Regions from separate parts of the Sus scrofa genome. Here all the other regions are linked to region 3. A link is a contact called in public Hi-C and HiChIP or PLAC-seq data. All regions are on one chromosome and are shown on one strand. Each heading gives the region's core, a stretch centred on a gene start, on an enhancer-like site or on the middle of the called end of the contact. The rest is flanking DNA. Distances are from core to core; before and after follow the strand shown.

Region 1 (3,078 bases), core at 10-2,509, 220 kb after region 3:
GTATGTAACAGGTAATCTAGGATTGATGTGGCTCAATGATCTCATCAAAGACCTAGACTTTCCATCTCTCTGCCTCCATAATTCTCAGCATGTTATATTTTGTTTTCAAGCTGCCACCTAATAGCATAGGACAGCTGCCCTGGATCCAGGCTTCACAGCTCTTACAGAACAGTAAACATAGCAGGAAGGGAGAAAAGAAAAAAAAGTGACTTTCTCCTTTTATGGAAGATCTGTCCCTGTAAGCTCCACAGCTTCCCTCTATGCCCCATCATGTTCAACCCAGGCGTGTTATCTGCAGAGGAAAACAGGGGTGCCATGACTGCTTTGTATCTATCAAGATACATGCTCTGGGGTACACTGCCACAACTTGAGTTTTGATTACAAAAAAAAAAAAAAAAAAAAAAGGAAATGGCTACTGAGTAACAACTAACATTTGCTGTAATTCCTAAATGTGTTTTCTGAAGACCGCTAACTGGAAAAAAAACAAAAACTCACCAGCCCTTTTTTCTACCAATTTACATCACTTCATTCAACCAATGCCTGTAATATCTACTCTGTGCTGGGTACTGTGACAGAAGTGGCAGCCTCAAGATCATTAAGACACAACCCACATCCTCCAGGAGCTCTTGGATGAGTTGAATAAAAAGATAAATTCACCAATAATTCCAGGACAGCATGACAAATGCTGTTAGAGATACGCGTATGGGGTAGTCAGGGAATGGAATAGAAAGCAGCCTCTTGAAAAGCAACCCTTGAGATTCTGAGAACAATTAAACAGAGAAAACACGAAGATGGGTGACGGTGATCTAGATAAGGAGCTTGTAGAGAGAACGACATTGGAGATCAGCACCTCACCTTTATTCTTTGTGGCCACACTCATGGCAGGTGAAAATTCCAGGGCCAGGGACTGAATCCAAGCTGAAGCTGCAGCAATACTGGATCCTTTAACCCACTGCACGGGGCTGGGGGACTGACCTGAGCCTCTGCAGGAACCCAAGCCACTGCAGCTGGATTCTTAACCCACTGTGCCACAACCAGGAACTCCAGATGTTGCAATCTCTTGGTATATTTTTGTCGTGTATTAATTCAAATGTAAGTTTTTAAAAATTTTTAACCATAAACATTTTCAAATGACCATAGCCTCAGACATCAAGCGAAGCAGAACTACTCAGCCGAACTCAGACAATTCACAGAACTGTAATAAGTAACACAATCTGTTTTAAGCTGATTTCTTATGAGTAATAGTGAAAGTCAGCAGATGACCAGAAGCTCCAGGGTTCTCACAGTTCTTCATCATTGGGCAATACTGCCGCTTTTTGGCTCTTTCAGTTCCAATAATTATGTGACCTAATTCCTTGCATTAAATCACTCTTTGTTTGAAATAACTTGAGGGGCTTGTGTTTTTCTGGTTAATCACAGACAGTGGTATGACATTTTGTTATCTTGAATTCCTAGAACCAGAGAACTGCTATGCCCTGGGAGCTGAGGTGGGAGTGGGGGGGGGGGGGCTTCTGATCATTTCCACCCTTCCAGGATTGAAACACTATTTTCTCGAAAGATTTTCTTTAATAATTATGACATGAACATTTCTTCTTAACACAGCACATAAAATGTAATTGTTTCTTCTTTTCCATTTTCATTACACTTACTGAGGACTGTATTCTAGATCTAGGAGTGCATGTTATGGAACATCAGGTGAAATGAGGGCTGACCAAGCAGATATTTATAATTTCGACTGGAAAATTTGTACTATGTTAGTTGCTAGGGATACTGAGATGATGATACATATGGTCTCTGACCTCCAGGAGCTCCCACTCCAAGAGGTTTGTAAACAAACTATAATGTGGAACTACGGATTCAAAAAGAGCAATGTGGGAGTTCCCATCATGGTGCAGTGGAAACGAATTTGACTAGGAACCATGAAGACGCGGGTTCGATTCCTGGCCTCACTCAGTGGGTTAAGGATCTGGCTTGGGGTGAGCTGTGGTGTAGCTCGGTGAAGCTCGGATCTGGTGTTGCTGTGGCTGTGGCAGAGGCTGGCAGCTGTCACTCCGATTAGACCCCTAGCCTGGGAACCTCCATATGCCATGGGTGTGGCCGTAAAAAGACAAAAGGCAAAAAGAAAAAAAAAAAAAAAGGCAATGTGTATCATAGGCACAGATAAAGGATGACTACACATGGAGGCTTCTGGGAACACTTTTAGGAGTTAAAATTTAAGCTGCATCATGTAGCTATGGTTAGAAATTCCATATATGGTTAGAAGTTTGCCAAGGGAAGAAGTGAAAATGTCATTCCAGAGGGGTAAGAAGCACAGGCAAAGGTAGTAAAGTGTAAAAAACTCTTTTCAGCTCAGATTTCAGGACAATTGAGAAAGTATAGAAAAAGCTGAATCAAGTGAAAGACATCTGATGTAATGCCCAGCAGTCTGGACTTCACGAGCACCAAGAAGAGAGGCCTCTCAACTCACATTTGTGTTTTAGAAAATCACACTGGTAGCAATGTGAAGAATAGTTCAGAACAAAGAGGGAGTGGCAGCAAGGCCAGTTAGGGGCTGCTACAAAATTCAAGTGAGAATGCCGTAAGGCATAAAGTGAAGAATTATAGCTGTTCAACCTCAGAGGCACCAAGACTGGAACACTGTAAAATAATTACTATACTAAAGGTAGAGGCAGCACATTTTCCAAGCACTTCCTCCTATATTAACAGCTGCTGACCTATCAGTGACATTAAGAACACAATTCCTAACTTCACAATTCTAAATAATGCGCCACGGATACCAGATCTTATTTCCTATTTGTATAATAGTAAGCCTGTTATCGGGATATGAAGAGATAGCAGACTTGCCATTAAAAATTTTAATTTGCACTGGTTTTTGGATAAGATGGAATTCTAGAAACCTGATGTCAGGTCACATTTTTCTATAAGCTATCATGTATTCTGACCAAAAGAGAAGTTCTATGTAAAGCCTATACAATAAATGAACTTGACAAAACAGCTTCTGTAACAATATTTCATATTCTGCGTAGCACTAAATCATTTGGACAACAGTGTGCAGAAAAAAAGATGCTGAAAATACTA
Region 2 (3,193 bases), core at 567-3,066, 150 kb before region 3:
CTTAAAGACTATGCCCCCACTACAGCTCATTTTTTAATGTGCTTACCAAGTGCCAGGTGTGGCATTAGGTTCTGGGTATAAAGTGGTGAATAAGACATCCTAGTCCCTACACTCGTGGAATTTTCTAGTACACTTTCCCAGAGAGCATTCAGCCTTTTGCACAGCAGGCTGACTTCATTATTGATCCACTTGTTCTTGAGGAGTAGCGATGAATTTATGCATATGCTCCAGTCACATTCTTCCCGGGCAGCTTTGGTGTGTGGAATGTCCACAAGAATGAGGAAGAGGAGCAGGTGTGAATCAGACCAGTGTAAACCCAACACGGGTCCCGACCACGGCTCCTTAATCGGTTCTGTTCTTACCCACGCCTAACCAGCCGGAGACAAGCTCCCTAACCGAACCCTGTCAAATTGCATTCTAGAGTGCCTCCTTAGGAGTTCCCTTCGTGGCGCAGCAGTAGCAAACTCAACTAGTATCCATGAGGATGCGGGTTCAATCCCTGGCCTCTCTCAGTGGGTCAAGGGTCCAGGGTGGCCGTGAGGGGGTGCTGCAGGTTGCAGACGAGGCTGGGATCTGGTGTGACTGTGGCGCAGGTCGGCAGCTGTAGCTCCCATTTGACCCTTAGCCTGGGAGCTTCCACACACTGCAGGCACGCCACCCCCCCCCCAAATCAAGTGCCTCCTTATTCATGTTTCTGATCCAAACATGTTTCCTATACATCTGCTGGTACATCACTGCACAAACGGTGCATATGCTTTTATGCCCTTTTCCGCTCCAAAGCACCGTGAAGCAGATGAGTCCAGCAGTGGTGTCTCTACACGGGTGAGAAGTGGGCTCCTCCAGTCCTGCGGATGAGGGGAAGCTGGCAGGCTGGTCCTTCACTCCGGCCCAGGCCTGCCCCCGCCCCGCCCCCAGCCCCACCCCCGCCAGTGCCTTCTGGCCTGAGTCCCACACTAACCCCGGCACTAGCTTTACAGAGTCTGTGCCCTTGGACCTCAGCCCGCACGGAGCCCGCGTCGGTGTGACTGACGCTTCTTCCTCTGAGCAGGTGCAGAACCCCACCACTGGCTTCTCAAGAACCCCGAGATGCCCCCAAGTAAGAAAACCCCACAGATGCTTCCGGGAATGGCTCCAGCTGAATATACTACAGATGCCTCTGCTCAAGAGTAAATTCCAGTAAGAAAAGAAACAACTATTTCATGCTGACAAATAGTTCTCTGCTTGAGCCACTTCGTTCTCGTAATTCTCTGAGCTTCTCCTTTGGGCCTGCACAACGAAGCTCCCTGGTCCTGGGAGAGCACTCAGTAACCATAAAGCTATAAAGAGGACGCTCCGGGCCACGTGGGAGGCAGAGTGGGGTCGAGTCACATGGAACAAGAAAAGCCTGCCTGGGAAGGCACGGGGATCTCGTTTCTGATGTAATCGCTGCTCTGCTTATCACTCAATGAAAGATAAGCCCTGCGGGGCAACTGGGCATTCTGCTCTCCATGGAGCTCCAGTGAGGAGCCTGGCGTATAGATGGTGCTCAATAAATGTTTATTGAAAGTAGGAAAGAAGGCAGGTAGATGGAAAGAAGTGGGGGGGGGGGGCGCACCTAAGCTTCTGAGAAGGACGCAAAGAAAATGTGGCAAGAGAGCTAAGGTCTGGGTAAGAGCAGGGTTTGCACAAGTCCCGGGGTTGGCGCAGGTGAAAACCCTATGCCTAAGTTGCTGAAAACACACGTGTCCCTGGGTTTCGGGAGATGGGAGACGTGGGCGGAAGGGCAGAGGTCAATTTTACCACCATCCGCCAGCCGGCTGAGCAGTGGAGCGCAGGCAACCCCAGTTGGTGCTGCGTAACCATCGGTGCCCAGAGCAGCGGAGATTCCCGCCCCCCCAGCATCTGGACCCCCAGGGCAGGAACACTGAAGGCCAGACCTCCCCGTGTGCCTTCACGGCGTGGCTCATGGGAACCTGCTGCTCTTGGAAACCTCAGGTAAGGAGGCAGCTCTGCCACGGCAGGCACACAGGGGGTACCCACGCGAGGCTTGGCAGGGTGTGGCCGCGAGTCCCGAAGGGCAGTTTTGGCACTCAGGGACCTGGGGGCTGGGCCCGCAGAGGGGTCCTAGAAGCACGTTTAGGCATTAGCTTAAAACACCGCCTGACTGCCTTTGTAGGACCGTTTCACACGAAACCATCTATAAGGGAAGCAGGGCAGGGACTGTCATCTTTTTTTTTTTTTTTTATAGAAGAGGCAGTCGGGATTCAGTAAGGCTGAAAAACTTCCAAGGTCTCACAATAAATGCTCAGGGTTTAGACTTCAGGGCCTCTGGCCCTTTGTCAATCATAGCAGCGGAGGCACGGCAGCGGCAATGTTGAAAATGACCAGCAGAGGGCGGTCTTCACAAAGGCTGTGGCCCTATCCCGAGAGCCATCAAAGGGTCCCGGCTCTTGGGACAGACCCGCATCGTGGATCCCCTCAGGCTGAGAAGGATACAACCTCCTCTCCTGTGATTTTCCTGCCCCACGAAAGCTTCCCTAAATCTAAACCTGAAACACCAGATACACATAAATTCCAGGAACGGACTACCAAAAAGCTGGCTAGTGCCCTTCAAAAATGTCAAGGTCAAGAAAGGCTGGCTGAAGACCTGTTCCAAATTAAAGGAGCCTAAATAGACATGACAGCTAAATGAACACGTGACTGACCTTTGATGGGTTTAGATGATAGTATTCTGTCGATGTTGAGTTTCCTAAAGTTGGTCATTGTGCTCTTTTTATGTAAGAGAATCTCCTTGTTCATAGAAATATTTAGAGGCATGGAGTTCCCGTCGTGGCTCAGTGTTTAACAAACCCGACTACTAACCATAAGTTTGCTAGTAATCACGAGTTTTCGGGTTCGATCCCTGGCTCCGCTCAGCGGGTTAAGGATCTGGCGTTGCCGTGAGCTGTGGTGTAGGTTGCAGACGCTGCTTGGATCCTGTGTTGCTGTGGTGTGGGCCGGTGGCTACAGCTCCAATTCAACTCCTAGCCTGGAAACCTCCATATGCTGCAGGTGCCACCCTAAAAAGCAGGAAAAAAAAAAGTTAAGAAAAAAACACACCAATAGAATATTACAATAAAAGAAATGGAGCAAAGTATAAGTGATGGGGGAATCTGGGTAAAAGATATATGGAACCTCTTATGCTATACTTGCAATTTTTCTGTAACTTTGAAAT
Region 3 (3,492 bases), core at 437-2,936:
GGCGTGGAGAAAAGTAGAGAACCTGTGTAAGGTCTTTTGCACTTTCTAGGGCCCTTTGTGGTGAAGTCAGAGTTTTAGTCATTCATTGCAACCTCAGAGTGGGGGCGGTTGGATCTCTGACCGAGTCTCGTCTGGGCCGCAGAAGCAGAGGCTGTGGCCAGCAGACAGCGTTCGTTCGTATCCTGTTGGAGCCTCGATGCCCCGTCCCTTCCTGCAGGGGAGTCTTCTAGTCATCTCCACCTGGTTTTCCCAGTGCCCAGATGGAGAGGGATCTGGGACCCCTCGTGCATCCTCGGCTCTGGCGGAGAGGAGGCAGGGAGGCTGAGCCCCGAACCCCCGGGGTGATGGGGCTGTGTGTCACAGCAGAGGGAGCTGGGTAGAGAACGAATCCACAGTCCAGTCTGCACTGTGTGCTCCCGACACCCCCCGTGGTTGGCATGGCTGCGCATCAGTAGGCCTGACGGGGACCTGGGATGCGGTTGCTAGGCTACTAGGAGTGAGGACCGGAGGGGAGCAGGCTGGGGAAGCCCTCGGGCTGTTTAGTAGTTCTTTCACTTGCGCACAGGCTCGCCTCCTTTGGGGGCCTCCCTGCAGCACTCTGCTGAATGTGATGAGAACCTTTGAGCAGGTCCAGGGAACCTGGAATTTCCGAGACTTCTTCTCCACTCTTTCTGTCTCTTCAATTCTGACTGTTAGAGAGGGGCGTTTGGGGTTTTCCTTTTTTTCTGACTTTTCTTTGTGTCCCTCGCCCTCTCCTCCCTCCGCGCTTTTCTAAGCCCACAGTAGCTTAAAGCATGATCTGGAAAGTCTGGTCTTCACTGTTTTATAGAACCCTGAAGTCCTTTGCTGTAATTAAGTATAGTTGATTCTCTCCGCCTGTATCTGGGCAAGACGACTTCTTCCAGCCTGGAAAGCAGAAAATTCCCCCCAGCTGTACCTTCCGCCTGCTCAAAGTAGTGACTTTGGTAGCCGTGTACAGCTCTGGAATTTTCCTCTGCGTACCTAGCATACCTTACCCTAGATATAAAACCAACTTTTTTTTTTTTTTTTTTAAACAGAGGAAATAGCTTTTAGAGGAAATAGCCCTAGGCAAATTTGTGCGGTAGCGTTTTCTTCTGGGCTGCTTTACCTGCTTACTGCCCCCGTTTGGTTTTTGCCTATTTTTACCGCCTTTAAAATATATTTACCCCGCATCTACTTTCTTAGACCTGCGTCGGGTGACTGCTTAGAACCTTTGATGTAATGAAATAATTATTCTAAAATGTGACCACGTGGTAACAGCTCAGTGTGTTACCCTTCCTGGCTAGCATTCCAATAGAAGATTCCAAGTTACAGCCCCTAAGACTCCCGGGAGGGGAGGGAGCCTGGTCTGAGCTCTGGTCTAAGGAGCAGCATAACCTTGAACTTACTAGCTCCTCTCAATGGGTCCCATCTTCCCTACAGCTGGAAACGAGGGGGTGGGCCCGTGTCCTTTCTAGTTTAACACTTAGGATCCTCTGTGCCTGTGACAGTCTGGAGGGGGAAGGGTTTCGTGAGTGGTAAGGGGTTCTTAATTCATCACGGTGGATCATAAAACTGCCACACTGATTGGAACCAAGGTGGCACTTCATGTTGTGTCCCAGACATTAAGACCTAGGATGTGACAGATAATAATTGCCCATCCATCACATGACCTCAAAAGCCTGGAGTCGTACCCGGAGCTCCTGCAGTTGCTATTATAATCCATTATGCTTTCGCTTTTGTAACCCCTTCTTGAACTTCTGAAACCGACTTTCATTTTCGTGCTTCCATCCTTTTCTCCTGGGGCTTCTTCCTCTTTCACCTTCAGGAGTTGCCCCTCCCGTTCTCCTACACACGGATTCATTTTATAAATTTATATTATTTCCTATTTTCTTCCCCTTTATACCAATCTCCCTTTGAGCCTAAAGATTCTAATTCTAGCTTCTTCACAGGCAAGCCATACAGTTATATTAATAGAGTTTCTTTTCTGAGAGTGGTTGAAAAGTATAATTTTTAGGGGATTAGCTCTAGCAGAGCTGGGTGGTTTTGTTTAGTTTTTAAAGAAACATTTATTATAGATTGGTGATTTTCCTTTTAGAAGAAATGTTTCTTATAGCTTTTTCATTTTAAAATAAACTGTCCTGGAGTTCCCGTCGTGGCTCAGTAGTTAACGAATCTGACTGGGAACCATGAGGTTGCGGGTTCGATTCCTGGCTTGCTCAGTGGGTTAAGGATCCGGCAGTGCCGTGAGCTGTGGTGTAGGTCGCAGATGCGGCTCAGATCTGGCATTGTGGTGTAGGCCAGCAGCTACAGCTTGGATTAGACCCCCTAGCCTGGGAACCTCTATATGCCGAGGGAGCGGCCCTAAAAATGGCAAAAAGACAAAATAAATAAATAAATAAAGTAAAATAAAATAAAATAAAACTGTCCTGAAGGAAGACACCTTGGGAAACACAGCAAGAGCAAAGTAGAAAACAAGCTTGGGGTGAGTGTGTTTTCAAATTAGCCAAGGTGTAGGCAGAGGCCGTTTTCGTGCCCAGGCTCTCAACAGCCTGCTCCCTCTGCAGTTGCAAGGGTGGGCTGGAATGCAGCCTTTTGTTCCCGAGAGCTCCCTAGCAAATGAATATCCTTTCTTTTGTTGCCAGCCCTGGTGGGACTCTTGCTGGAACCACTTGTGAGCTTTTAGAAGATGCTTTGCAGTTTCTGAGCTTGCTTTGTGGGTTAGGAGAGGCAGGGATGGGAGCGGAGCCATTATCCAGGAGGGGACCGGTGCCCTTGGACGCCTCCATCCTCCCGGGAGCACGGCCGTGACTTGGAGATGGGTCCTTTCTAGGGTTAATGCTCCGAAAGGCGCCTTCTAAGGGCGTCTAGCCCTTGACAGACTGCCCCAGGCTCCCATCCCAGCGAGGCCTACGGTTCCTAGTTCCTACATTAGGTCACCCAGCAGATTAAAAGAGGAGTAATTATGCGAATTCCAGCGCCAAGAATAAGTGCCGGGGCTGTGGGAGCCTCGTGGGGGCGGGGGCGGTGGGGGCTGCCCCTCCCCCTCTGTGCCCGCGATGGCCACAGCCACGGTCACGGTTAAATAGCCCTCTGTGAGGAAAGTCTTTTCTTCCAGCAGGGAAAACAGGCCAGTCTGCTCTGAATTAGCCAGCTCACAAAGTCATGAAAGGGACTTACAAAAACAATGGCGCGCTGTACATTCCGTGAGATTTTAACAAGTTCTATGAACCAAATAATGGCCCGATTGGCTGGCTCTGCAGGTTTTTTTTCCTGAGTGCGCACATCCACAGAGCCAGCACCGTCCCCGGTGGGACCAGAAGATCAAACACTGCCAGCCGGGAATGGAAAACAGCCCTGGGGCTCACATTCAGAGCTCCCATCCAGCTCCTCCCTCCCCACCCCCCGCCCCCCCAAAAAACAAAAACGTTCTGGGCAGATAGTCTTGGGAGGCTTAATGTTACCACACGTGGGGACGGTTGCTGAGGCTGG
Region 4 (3,525 bases), core at 246-2,745, 190 kb after region 3:
GCTCTAGAGTCTCTTTCAATTCTAAAATTCCCCGTCTGGGAGTAAAATGTGAAAAATAACAGAAAACACTGTACCCTTCCATGAACCGATCTGCCTTCATTCCCCTCCTAACTGTACGTCTGGAGACAAAAAAAGTTCTTTCTGCTCTTTCTCGGCAGCGATTTCACGAGAGCCCAGGTAACAAAAGGCAGGAAAACAGGCACAGGTGGGATGGAGCGGGGAGTGGCTGAAGGCCGGCGGCTCCCGGGACAGCGCCCCCACGCTCCCGTCCCCCGGCAGCACCTGAGAAATCACTGCCCTCCACACCGCCACCCTTCCGCGGCGGCGAGCGAGCGGGTTCTCCGACCTGTTCCAGTCCCCGCCGCACCTGGCCAGACACCGGCATTGTCTGCAGCCTTCAGCGCCCATGAAAGACAAGGAGGCATGGGCGAGAAAAGCGGGAGAAAGAGGAGAAAGAACGACGGAAGGGCAAGAAGAGCAACTGGGAAGCCGTACGCTCCTTCGGCACCATCGGCTTCCCCATCGATCTCTCCATTTAATTCAGGTCCCCAAAGCCAAGCCCCCGGCCCTGGGCGGCAGCCAGAGGTGGCCCAGCCCGGAGTCCCCGAAGCCACCGTGGTCGGAGCACGGACACCAGAAGAGGGAAATGGGCGTGTGGGCTGGGCCTGGCTGGCCGGAGGCCGGGCTCCGAACAAAGCCGCCCGGCTCCCCCTACCTGGGGCGAGGGCGGCGGGCGGTGCCTCGCGGGTCCCCGCGCCGCCCCAGCCCGGCGCCGCCCTCGCCCGGGGACCCTGGCCGGACCCGGGGCCGCGGCGAGCCCCCTCCCCGCCCGCGAACAGCGCCCCTTCGGGACAATGGGCCCCCTCCCCCGCCCCGGGGAGGGGAGATACAAAGGCTGGGAAGCGCGGCCCGGCCCGGAGCCAGGCGTCCGGAAAGTGAAGGCGGAGGAGGGAGAGGGGCCGGGAGAGGATGGCGGCGGACGCGGCAGCCCGGGGCCGCTCCCCAGCCGTCCAAGCCGCTGCCCTCAGCCGCACCGCGGCGGCGGGGCGGGAGCGCGGGCCAGCAGCCTCTCACGCCCGGCCGAGCGGGCAGGGGTCTGCACACAAAGGCGAGCGGGACCACCCGCCTCTCCGCCCGCGCCAGGGGCGGCGACGGCCCGACGCGCTCGGGCCCCCGACGGTCCGGGCGTCTGCCCAGCCGCAGCCCCTCCGGGCCCGGGTGCGCGCGGGGCGCCCCTCTCCTCGACTCACCCACAGCTCCGTGCCCCAGCTCATGGCGGAACTCGAGGCCCCTCGAGCCGTCTGGCCGCCCTGCTGTCCGAATGTCCGTCGGCTCTGCCGTCAGGCTGTCCGGCCTCCCACTGGCGGGCTCGCGGCTCGGCTGCTCAGCCTCGGAAGGTGCCGCCACCGCCGAGTTCCCCAGTGAGTGAGAAAGACGCGACTGGAGAAGCCGCCGCGCCGCCGCCGCCGCCGCCGCGTCCCCGCCTCCCGGAGCCGGGCGGGAGGGGGCCTGGGCTGGGGGGAGGCGGGACGCGGAGAGGGGAGGGGGCGGGGCGCGATGCACCCTGGGATCGGGGCGGACCGCGCGCGCCCGGCCGAGCCCGGCAGGGTCTCCTCGCCCCGGGTCCCCGGGCCGCCGCGCTTTCTCATCCCGCCCAGGCTCTCGCTTTTCGTCTCTCTGGGCTGGGACTGTCCCACCGCCGCGGCCACTTGAATCGCGGTCACCTAGAAGGAAAGGGAGAGACGGAAAAGACGCCCACCGCCCTTCTCTGCCCTGAGCCCCCTTAAATGAGGCGGCTCCTTCCTGCCTCTTGCCGCCTCCACTTGGGAGAAACCCAGACAAGGAAAACTCATCCAAATCCTTGGGTTTAGATTGTGGAGAGAGATGTTTTATTTATAAGAAAAAATCTTAATGGAAAGGGTGAGCTCGGGAATCCCTTGAATGTGTAGAGCATCCAATGTGAATGCAGCGTGCCCCTGATTTTTTTTAATAGAACATTTTAATTGTTTGAGTCCTGTCGGGAACTCATTAAAGAAGGTAGATCTTTCAGCTTTCACTTGGGGATGCTGCCATGAGAGGAGATGGAACACATGGACAAAGGGGAGCCAGGCTGTCACCTGCAGGAAAGGAGAACTGAGCTTGCCCCTTGTCTGGAATGGTGACCTCGCGCCTGCGGAATTGCATGGAAGGCAGATTCCTAGTCGGCAGAGCAAAGAGCCTATTCGGACCTCAGATATTTCTCATTTAGAATATCGGAGCCATTTCCTTTTTTCTCCGTGGAGTTACTTCCCGGCCTTTCTGAGTAATCATTAACTGCGGTCAGCAAGTTTGACTGGTTGGTTTTAGGTATCAAGTATGCTTAGCAACTCCCTAACATACGCTTTAGCATTAATTGCTTGTCTCCTAAAAACACACACGCACACGCGCCCACACAGTCCAAGCAATCACTAGTAGAGTGCTCCTCGGTGTGTTTTGACAGCTGAGGGTCTTAAGTTCTCCCAGGGCTAGTCAGCCTTTGAAACACCTCCCTATAGGGCCTGCTCAGATGCCCCAGTCTCTCCCACCTATATCCTTGTCCCTGCCTGGCTGTGCTCCCTCTTGGCGTTGGCCAAATATCCTCATCCTTCCTGACCGTCCAGACAAAACTCTTGCTAAATTGTTTGCTGCCCTTCTGTGACTCCAGCTCCAGCATAACAATTACCCTCCTCCAAGAGGGTTGTGGCCCATAGTTAAATGCTTAAGTGTGCCATGCAGTGATAAGGCTGTTAAGCATGGACTGAACACTTTCTCTTTCCAGCATTTTCCTGTTTCCTTCGAGGGTATTTATATCACCTAACCCTGCGATCCACATCGCCTCTTCCTTTAAAAAAAAAAAATTACATGCTTTCCCTTGAAAAGTAAGCTACCATTCACCATAAAGATTACCCTCTCCTCAACCATGCTATACACAATTCCCCAACAGAACATAAAGTCTTATCTCTTAGATGAGCGGTTTTCTTCTTTTGAAATTTCTGAACAGAATTCCACACTCAGAACAATTAATTTCTCTTCCAAAAGTTAGATTTGAGGGCATCAGATTCAGAGAAAAATTACATTAGTCTATGTTTTCATAAAATTTAAATTGATATAATCAACTTAAACTGATAATCCTCAAATAATCAATTTACAAAATTATTTCATGATATTAAAATTTACTTCAAACTCTTTAAGCAAGAATTATTAAAAAGTGAAAACTATCACAACAAAGGAATTAATGTGCTATACTTTGCTATGAAAACAATAAAGATCAATCGGATTTCAGAGTGTTACTTTTTTATAGAAAAAAAAAATCCCTAAAATAGTATATATAGGGGCATTTTAGCTAACAACCATCCAGAGGTGTTTTACAAACATATATATAGTCACATACACAAATACATATTATCGGCCTGGCGGTTTATAAAGCTGTTGATTTTTAACATAATCAGAATCCATTTATGTGCAAGATTTATTTTCTATGGACTCATGACAAGACATTTTGTGAAC

The links. A called contact is a pair of places that touch in the nucleus more often than the background predicts. HiChIP or PLAC-seq counts read pairs in DNA pulled down with a chosen protein or histone mark.
Region 1: an H3K27ac HiChIP or PLAC-seq map of alveolar macrophages shows a contact between it and region 3. The contact joins two enhancer-like sites. A contact is called at or near these places in 12 of 47 Hi-C or Micro-C datasets (blood, brain, embryonic fibroblasts and 9 more) and 1 of 2 datasets of contacts at active chromatin or transcription factors (alveolar macrophages).
Region 2: an H3K27ac HiChIP or PLAC-seq map of alveolar macrophages shows a contact between it and region 3. The contact joins the promoter of BCAR3 here to the enhancer-like site in region 3. A contact is called at or near these places in 4 of 5 promoter capture datasets (fetal liver, fetal skeletal muscle and liver), 29 of 47 Hi-C or Micro-C datasets (adipocytes, adipose tissue, alveolar macrophages and 18 more) and 2 of 2 datasets of contacts at active chromatin or transcription factors (alveolar macrophages and skeletal muscle).
Region 4: a Hi-C map of alveolar macrophages shows a contact between it and region 3, with 2.5 times the contacts expected there. The contact joins the promoter of FNBP1L here to the enhancer-like site in region 3. A contact is called at or near these places in 14 of 47 Hi-C or Micro-C datasets (alveolar macrophages, blood, brain and 10 more) and 1 of 2 datasets of contacts at active chromatin or transcription factors (alveolar macrophages).

What each region holds. Positions count from the first base shown.
Region 1 is chr4:123,807,507-123,810,584 of Sscrofa11.1, forward strand. No RefSeq gene overlaps it. Among named protein-coding and RNA genes, the nearest start is that of DR1, 27 kb to the right of the region's middle. Within about 2 kb of position 1,260, at least 4 of the 83 cell types and tissues checked have an H3K27ac peak or open chromatin away from gene starts, as enhancers often do. A contact at or near this core is called in alveolar macrophages, where this site is marked.
Region 2 is chr4:123,438,755-123,441,947 of Sscrofa11.1, forward strand. It overlaps BCAR3 (breast cancer anti-estrogen resistance protein 3), which reads left to right and starts at 1,817. Exons shown (of 13, transcript XM_003125890.6): 1 at 1,817-1,974.
Region 3 is chr4:123,588,690-123,592,181 of Sscrofa11.1, forward strand. All of the region lies in intron 4 of BCAR3 (breast cancer anti-estrogen resistance protein 3), which reads left to right. Among named protein-coding and RNA genes, the nearest start is that of BCAR3, 150 kb to the left of the region's middle. Within about 2 kb of position 1,687, at least 16 of the 83 cell types and tissues checked have an H3K27ac peak or open chromatin away from gene starts, as enhancers often do. A contact at or near this core is called in alveolar macrophages, where this site is marked.
Region 4 is chr4:123,778,145-123,781,669 of Sscrofa11.1, forward strand. FNBP1L (formin-binding protein 1-like) reads right to left here and starts at 1,496. Exons shown (of 16, transcript XM_005663661.3): 1 at 1,251-1,496. The coding sequence starts at 1,274.